Regions from separate parts of the Mus musculus genome. Here all the other regions are linked to region 3. The links are chromatin contacts, called in public promoter capture Hi-C maps. All regions are on one chromosome and are shown on one strand. The core of a region is the stretch at or near the end of the contact, and the rest is flanking DNA. Distances in the headings are between cores, read along the strand shown.

Region 1 (3,117 bases), core at 337-2,836, 130 kb after region 3:
TTACCCCCTCTGTTGTGGTTCCCAGCAGCCATGTAGCTCTGCACTGTTGCTGTATTTTCTTGCGTTCCTTGTTTGTACGTTCTTTTGCTCTGGCGTTTGCAACATAATATATTTAATTATGAACTGAAAGCCTATAACCTATGGTATTCTGAGCATAATAAAAGCATTACCCTTCTTGCCAATATGAAAAATGAGGAACATGACCAAGAGATTGGAGAAGAGGGAAGCGTGGGAGTGCTATCTTAATCGCATATCTTGGCATCAATAAATACTCTCTAAAACTAATAAATTCTACGAATGATGAATTTCATACTGCTAGTCACATTAATAATGACTTGCTACCACAAAAAAAGTTCTGAAAACTAAAAAACACAACATAAACAAATTACAGGAAAAGAAGAAATAGACAAGCACCTGTGGAAGAAGTGAGAAGCAGCCTTGCAGCTCTGCCCTCCACCCAAGGACTCTGCCTTGCCCTTTACCACGCAAACCCTCTACTGTTGGGACTTTCAGACGGTGATCCCCCCACCGCCCCCCGCCCCCCCCGCAGCAGACACGGTCCAACTATTTAGCACTGGCTGTCCTAGGGACTCACTCTGTACCCTAGGAAGGCCTCAAACTCAGAGATCCGCCTCCCTGGTCTTATCAGTACTGGGATTAACGATGATTCTGATTTCTCTGCATTCCACTTAATTTGGCAGCTATCCCTCTGAGGTTTAATACCAGGATTTAAACCACTTCTTCTATTTAAGAATTTTGCCACACTTACGTTCATTTTCACAGTTTCAGACAAAAACGAGACACCTTCACACAACAGCTCTCCACAAAAGCCTCCCACTCACCTCACGTTCATTCCCTTGTTTCCTACACAGGCTAGTCTCAAACTCACAAAGTAGCTAGGAATGCCCTTCAACCTCTGGGGTCCTGGAAGTGCAGTCCTGTGGCCATACCCACTCCTACCTTCCTTATTGTTTTCGTTAAGTCTACCTCAAGTTTCTTGGTTTTGGGGTTTTTGTTTGTTTGCTTGCTTTTGTTTTTGTTTTTTGTTTTTTTTTTTCAGGAATCAAGACTATGTCCATTATTACTCATTATACTCGAGAACCTTGGAATAAAACAAGTATCTTTATACTGTATAAAAATGACTTTAATACAGGATGGGATTTTGTGAGCTTTCTTTTTTTCTTTTCATTGTTTTATTTATTTATTTATTTACTTTACAGTTCTGTAGCAGTCCCCTCCCTCCTCTTCTCCCACCCTCCTTTCACTCCCTCCCCTCTGGGTGTCAACTTCCCCTCCCCTAGTTGCTGCTAAGCATCCTGCATAGCCCTACAAATGATAATTTTCCACAACCCTCCCAGCTCCAGGTTTGATGATATCAAACCGGTAACGAGTAACATAAAATTGGCTGTGGTGGGCAATTGGCTCAAATCAGGCTGGTCCCTGGCAGCACACCAGTACAAAGGCCTGTGCATCAGACAAATACTGGAAACAACAGCTGCTTTTAGAGCTGTGTTAAGTAAGAGTACTTCCACTTCTTCCCCTAGGGACAATATGTCTTTCAGGCTTCTTAAACAGTGAATTGATTCAGAGGGCTTAACTTCCTTGATACTACACTTCAACCAGATGCACTACTGTTATGATTAACACTGCAGAGCCTGTGTGCACAAATGAGCTGCGTTTCTAGAGTGAATACCAGTCTTTCCAGTTCTCTTGGATACGTGCACATAGCATGGTTAGCCCTAGCCATTCTAAATAGTACATCTAACTTGGTGTTCATTATCATCATTACTGAGAATCGTAAGAAAGCATAAGGATATTTATTTATTGTGGTATGATAAATAAAACTATTGAAAGGTAGAGGCGCAGGCCTCCTCTCCTTTTTCCACTCATTTCAAACACAAAAATATTTAAAAAATAATAATCACACCATTCTTTTTCTCTAGCTCTCAGCTATCTATAAATTAAAAGCAAAAACTGTTATTTAGTGGTGTCCTTGATCCCTTTAACATCACAAAAATCAGTTCTAAAAATGATATGCAGTATAATCAGTCAACTCGGTGGGACAGGAAAGAAAGGATGAAGGACAAATTATCACTGAACATTATTGTACAACATAGTGAAGCCAGGCTAAAAATCACATCCAACTGGTCTACCTGGGTCATCTACCTAGTGGTCATGAAACAAAACGATTTCACAGAAGGAAGAACAAGCATAGCAAAGATTAACTGAACATACCAGCATCATCTGAGGCTGTATCATCGCCAGTGGCTCTCTGACTCCTGATGCTCATTGCTCTAAGCACCTCACTGCATGCCTAGATGCAGAGCTACTAAATTCTAATAATAATATCACTAGGTTGTATCATCGCCAGTGGCTCTCTGACTCCTGATGCTCATTGCTCTAAGCACCTCACTGCATGCCTAGATGCAGAGCTACTAAATTCTAATAATAATATCACTAGGTTGTATCATCGCCAGTGGCTCTCTGACTCCTGATGCTCATTGCTCTAAGCACCTCACTGCATGCCTAGATGCAGAGCTACTAAATTCTAATAATAATATCACTAGGTTGTATCATCGCCAGTGGCTCTCTGACTCCTGATGCTCATTGCTCTAAGCACCTCACTGCATGCCTAGATGCAGAGCTACTAAATTCTAATAATAATATCACTTCTGAACTTTATCTTACTACTAACTGTCATTAAAGGGAGAGAAAACATTAGCTTTAAAAAACAGAAACAACAGGACAATATTCTTTCTAAATTCTCTGGTACCTAGGATTTTGTTTTTGTTAGTTTTGTTTGGTTGGTTTTGAAACAGGGTTTCTCTGTGTAGCTCTAGCTATCCTGGAACTCCCTGCATAGACCAAGCTGGCCTCAGACTTGGAGATCTTCCTGCCTCTGCCTCTCGAATGCTGGAGTTAAAGGTTATCTAGTATTTTTAATGGGCTTATTTTCATCTTTATTTATGTGTGTATCTATGTATGCAGGTGCCCTTGGAGGCCAGAAAAGAGTGTCAAATTCCCCTGGAACTAGACTTATAGGTAGCTGGGAGTCACCTAGCTGGAGTGCTGAGGACTGAACTCAGCACTCTTAACCTGTACACCAGCCCTCCAGCT
Region 2 (2,845 bases), core at 277-2,776, 160 kb after region 3:
ATAGCAGGGAGCGATCACAAGGGAGATTGGTGGTGCAAGCCTCCCAGTACTGTTTGGAAGCGTACACAGGTGAACAGAAAGCTCGTGGGAATGCTGGAGATGATGCTGGGGGGAGGGGGTAGGCAAAATGACTATAAAGGACCCCAAAGTCCCTTCACTTGTCACCTTAGCCAGCTCACTTATAACAAAGGTGCCATGCATAGTTACAAAGGAAATCAGAAAATAACAAAGAGCTTTCTGGAAGTTCTTCGGGGGCTACGGGGCTCTTCCTCCTGGCCCTGGTAAGCAAGAGGCTGGAGAGTTGGAAAACAGACAAGGCAGCAATGGAAAGCAAGGAGAAGTTCTAAATTGGTACGTTATAGGCACACTATCTGAAAAATGGTTTCCTCCCAGCTTCCTCCAATATGAAGGATTGTCAGCTGTTTCTCTGTGATAGCTGAAGAGGGGTGGGGCTGGGGGGTGGGGAACGAGGTCATACAAGGTCATTTGCCAAAAAGTTATATATTAAATATCACAATGATAAATTTGAACAAAGTACAAGTGCTAATTTTATGTACATAAAAATCATAAAATTGCTAAAAAGTATTAAATTACCAAGACAGGAAATACTGAATCACACTGGAAATGTTAACATGAGTAACTTTGATCTACCTAGATACTGATATTAGTGATTCTCAAAGTTAGGTACATAACAGGATTACCTGGGAAAGCTGAAAGCTCCAAGTCCCAGGATATACCCACCCAAGACATAATGCCTTTTTAATTGATCAATAGCCACAACATTATCTGAGGAGCTACTCCTGTGACATGCTGAGAACTAACCTGCATTGTGATAAATTAATGTTAATGAGGCTTAGGACAAAAGACAGTGCCTTGACCCCCTTGGCTCTTCCCCTTTAGCACAAAGCTCTGTCTCCTCATCTCTCCTTTATCTGAAACTGCTTCTTCAACTCACCCTGAAATTGATACTGATACCTACAAGGGAGATAAATAAGACTGATGAAGAGACACTATCATGTGCAGACCGCTGAAACCATCTACACCAGTAGAGAATGGTGTCTTTACAGGAATGGTGAATCCATTGGAAAGGAAGCTGCCTGACAGAGTGGTTACACACTGCCATCAACATGCTCAGCTCTGGCCCCTTTCAAGTGTGGTACTATTCAAACATTCATTCATCCACTCACTGAATGGTTTACTAGCCACGTATCTTGGTCCTATATCACTCTGAACTTACAAGTTTGTAGGAACAACAGAATTTAAATAACTGCAAGTCAGAAGTAGGGAAGTTAGTGCCGTGCAGAGTGATAAATCCATCACATGGAGCCATTACCTGTAGTGAAAGGGGAGGCACCCTAGAGTGCAGCTACAACAGAAGCAAAGGCCTGTGAGAGCAAAAAAAAACAGGACACCAGGAAGCTGTAATCAGGAAGAGAGAAGGGCGGCCAGAGGTCATGGCTAAGAGACCATCCAGGGCAGCAGCAGGAAGGAGTGTGGGCCTTCCCCTTGGGCGGAGCTTCACAAAGCCACTGACAGCTTAGATGATCCGTCCTACCAGACTCGCCTAAGCATGTGTTCACCAGTATACTGTGCCTATTCCCGGGCAAAAGCAGCAACTTGTTTCATTTTGGGTTTGTCTACCTATCTCACAGGCAGTACAGTATGCCACTGTAGTGTCCTCATATTGCCAAAAAGGTCCTCGGATATCACAAGGGTTCCCACTGGAGAGCCACTCCCTGAGAGGCCTACTTGGCCATCTCCCTGGTGAGGGACACCTACACCAGCATGAGTTAGGCCCTGGATGAACTCCCAAGTCAATGGGCTGTGTTTAAAACAATGGAAGTTTGGACGTTCCATGTGGCTCAACGAATACTCAGAAAGACTCCAGAAGCCTCTGAACGACCAGAAGAGCCTATGGTGAAAGCAGCACAGGAAGTGTCTAGACCTATGCAGACTTAGTGAGTCCAGGGTGGCCTAGAGAGAGCGCAGTGTGGCTCTGGAAATATGGCTCAAAATGCTAAGGGCAGAAGGCCTGGGCTGGGCCACCGAAAACTGCCTCAGGGTCTCACACCAATACAGGTTAATTTAACTTTTTAAATAATATACTATGACTCATGTGTCCTGCCATCCACATTTTGTAAGACAACAGACACACAGCTGGATATAGAGTTACAGGCCCTTAAAGCTGCAACCAGCTCACCCCCTTGTTAAATTCACTTACAATTGGAAGACAACCCAGCACTCTCACTTTCGCCATTGAATATGAGCCCCTCTCACTGTAGGCAAGGGTCCTGTTGTCAGTTTGTTGGGGTCAACTCTTCACAATTCTGTACGTTTGTGTTTGTTTTTGATTTCAATGTATAGAATGGCCAAGAGGACTAGAGTTCAGCTTCCTCCCCGGGTCTGTAACGTGCAGGGAGTCTGCAGCATGCCTTAAGGAGAAAGCACATGGGTAAAATACTCCAGGGAGAAGCAATTCCATGACTGCACAGATAGATGTCACACTCTTTCTCATGGTCAACGACACTGGACAAATTATAAAGGGATTTTAGCATTTTTAAAAAATTCATTTGGGAACCTATTAGTATTTGGGGCTTGTGATATCATTTGGTAACCATATAAATAGCAAAGAGAAAAAAATCAAGTTGTGATTTTTTTTAAATCTCCTAGTTAAGGGCAAACTGCCTGAGGGTAGAGGTCGCTTTCTCCAGTCATGAATACAGTCACGGAAGCACACTCTGGGAGGGACAAATATGTGCATGGGTGTTTTCAGTACGTATGTGAAGAGAAGAGCATTATCCAGCCATGACTATAAATCAACAGCCAGGTCTGTACTCTGGATCAT
Region 3 (2,959 bases), core at 219-2,718:
TATGATCTAACCAGTACCCTCAGAGCTCGTGTCTCCAGCCTAGTCGGCCATCATTGGGAAGAGAGGCCCTTGGTATTGCAAACTTTATATGCCCCAGTACAGGGGAATGCCAGGGTCAAGAAGCAGGAGTGAATGGGTAGGGGAGCAGGGCGGGGGGGGGGGTATATAGGGAACTTTCGGGATAGCATTTGAAATTTGAAATATATATAAAGAAAATATCTAATTAAAAATGTGCTAAAAAAAAGAAAGCTTGAAGATACTAATGAATGAAAAAAATTAGAACAGACTATACTAGCCATTTCATGTAATTATTGGCAGTTTCACTGAGTAAGTTCGTTTCTATAAAACATATTGTTCTGGGAGAATATTTTTATAACTCTGAGTGAATCTCTTTTTTCCTTAACTGCTTGGTTTTGTTTTGGTAATAATGTGTGCAAATCCGTGGTTTGTGTGTAAATGTTTACTGTCTTGGGTCACTAATCCATGTAGTGGTATGCTAAACAGAAAAAAATGATGAGATTAATATCAATAACCCAGACTGTTTTTAAAACTCCCTTACTTTTACACTCGTAACACCTCCCTTCCTTCCCTTTCAGACTTCATCAACATACCTGAGGAGGCAAACCAGACACACTGCCATCCTGAGGACAGTGATTCTACCTCAGAGAAACCATCTCTGTTCATTTCTGCAGTTTTACATGCCCTCTTCCTTCCAATGCTAGGATCCCGGAACATGTAACACCATTCTGCCCTAGCTCTCTCATTTGATATTATTATACACATTCATTATCCTGCCCCAATCCTGAGTGTCTCCTCCCATCTCTGGCTCATATACAACTAGACCTTGGGGACTTGAAAGAGGGGCTGGAAACTCTAGGTCTTGAAATCACTCTTATAATCTCACCTACGAGTAAAGAGGTTCCCATGCAGCAAGAGCTGTGCTGCACAACCCAGAGTTGCCCTGGGCGTCCGTCAATCAACCTCTCACACTGAGAAAGGCAACTGATCGAGCCAAAGGAGTGGGAAGCTAAGAGGTTGGTTAGTAGGAGTCTGCAGAGTGTCGGCAAGGCACGATCAGGAACAGCCCTTACCTGTGTGTGCCCTTTGCGGTGCTCACCGACCGCTTGCCTGAACATTTTTCTCGGAACACAAGAAAACTAACAGTGTGTCAGTGTGGTAGAATCTTCTAGATGAAGAGCTACATACGCATACTGGGTGCCTATCCTGCAGGACTAGGGCCCTCTGGGGTCCATTTGTTGTTTGTGTTTCAGGTGAAACCAGTGACCTGGCAGATGGAGCTGTTCAAGGTCTTAACTTGTAAATGTCAGGGTTATGGCTCTTACCAAATCTATTGTGTTCATGGCCGCTTATTTGCCAGAACTTTCCAAACCACAGGAGTCTTTCTTTAACTATCACATGCTTGGATGACAAGGAGCCAGCTCCGTGGGCAGGGAAGGCCAGATAACATTATCAATGCTGTTATTTTAAAGGCTGTTCTGAGGAAGGACCTGGGTGTTTTTACAAGAGTCTGGCAGACATTAGCACTTGCATTTCTGAGTCGTTTCAGAGTTTGTGCCAAATGACGTAATGCCCAAATGCCTGGCACAACCTTTATTATAGGAGGCAGAAGTCAAGTGAATGGGAAGACAGGAAACATGGTTGAAGGAAGATTGGCACAAAAATCTAAATCACTGGATAAAGAACCATTTCTTTTCAGACCTTCTTCCTTCACATTCCCTATTTTCTACCACAGTGATGATCAAAACATTGTCTGAGTTCAAAGGATGTGGCAATGTCAGAATGTCAAGCCCTAGAGCCTGATATGGTAGCACACGTTTATAGCTCTCACTTCCTTGGGGTACTGAGAACAGATGTAACAACAGGTGTTGAGTCAGGTGTAACAACAGGTGTTGAGTCAGGTGTAACAACAGGTGTTCAGTCAGGTGTAACAACAGGTGTTGAGACAGGCAACAGGTGTTGACTCCGGTGCAACAACTTCTAAGCAGAACATTGAGGCCAGACCAGGACAACTTAGCATGGACATGTCTCAAAACACACAGACACAGAGAGACACACAGACACACAGACACAGAGACACACAGACACACAGACACACACACAATCTGAGGATATAGAGGGGGCAGAGGAAGGACAAGGATTCAAACTTACCTTCCTTGAAGTCCTGGTGCTCCCAAACCTGTAGGGTCCTCTGTTATGGTTTAGAATTTGAATATCTCCATGGTAACACTAATGAGTACTGATGGAACTTTAAGAGGTGGGTCTTGACGGGATGCCTTTGGGTCGCTGGGGTGTGCCAGCTCTAACAGGTGCTCCTTATCACTGCCATTTTAGGCCCAAACTTTAGGGTTCACCTGACCTGGCACTGGACCCTCGAAAATTGGAACTAAAGTGAATTGTGTCCTCCCTGCTTCCTCTTCCTGCCTCCCTTCCTTCATCACTCTAGTGGTGTGACAGACAGAACCCAGAGCTGTAAGCTAATGTCTACCACACTGTTCCATTACTGCTTGCCAACCTAGCAAGTTTTGAGATGGGATCATGCTCATAGCACAGGTTGGCCTAGTACTTGCTATATAGCCTTAGTCTCCCGAGAGTGTGAATTAGAGAGTGGGCAGTTTACCAGTTATCAGTTCATTATATGGACATTTTATAATGTTGGAACACTGACTAATATCACACATTATAAACAATTCTTTAAACAGCTACCAAAAGAGCTGTCTCCAAAACATAAATCAGAGCATGTCAGTCTACGTTGAAAATAATCTTGCACACAGCAATGAGGATGAAGTAGAAGCTCTCGACCTAGTTCCACACCATTGTTCTCATACTTGAGTGTGCAGTGGCGTTCTATGAGGGCTTTGTTAAAATCTAAGTGGTCCATCCCCACAGCCTCTTTTAAGGAGGCATGCTGAGTGGGCTCAAAGCTTTGTTGGTTCTGAGG

Evidence for each region. Capture Hi-C pulls out chosen DNA fragments and counts their contacts.
Region 1: a promoter capture Hi-C map of adipose tissue shows a contact between it and region 3. The contact joins two enhancer-like sites. A contact is called at or near these places in 1 of 15 datasets of contacts at CTCF or cohesin (the NIH/3T3 cell line), 1 of 115 datasets of contacts at active chromatin or transcription factors (vascular smooth muscle cells) and 3 of 9 other capture datasets (adipose tissue, liver and pancreatic islet).
Region 2: a promoter capture Hi-C map of adipose tissue shows a contact between it and region 3. The contact joins two enhancer-like sites. A contact is called at or near these places in 2 of 484 Hi-C or Micro-C datasets (the HL-1 cell line and embryonic stem cells) and 3 of 9 other capture datasets (adipose tissue, embryonic stem cells and liver).

The regions. Positions count from the first base shown.
Region 1 is chr2:135,758,255-135,761,371 of GRCm38.p6, reverse strand. The region is part of intron 2 of Plcb4 (phospholipase C, beta 4); the gene reads right to left. Among named protein-coding and RNA genes, the nearest start is that of Gm14210, 53 kb to the left of the region's middle. Within about 2 kb of position 1,586, at least 9 of the 459 cell types and tissues checked have an H3K27ac peak or open chromatin away from gene starts, as enhancers often do. A contact at or near this core is called in adipose tissue, where this site is marked.
Region 2 is chr2:135,730,387-135,733,231 of GRCm38.p6, reverse strand. The region is part of intron 1 of Plcb4 (phospholipase C, beta 4); the gene reads right to left. Among named protein-coding and RNA genes, the nearest start is that of Plcb4, 72 kb to the right of the region's middle. Within about 2 kb of position 1,526, at least 53 of the 459 cell types and tissues checked have an H3K27ac peak or open chromatin away from gene starts, as enhancers often do. A contact at or near this core is called in adipose tissue, where this site is marked.
Region 3 is chr2:135,886,975-135,889,933 of GRCm38.p6, reverse strand. The region is part of intron 4 of Plcb4 (phospholipase C, beta 4); the gene reads right to left. Among named protein-coding and RNA genes, the nearest start is that of Gm14210, 75 kb to the right of the region's middle. Within about 2 kb of position 1,468, at least 19 of the 459 cell types and tissues checked have an H3K27ac peak or open chromatin away from gene starts, as enhancers often do. A contact at or near this core is called in adipose tissue, where this site is marked.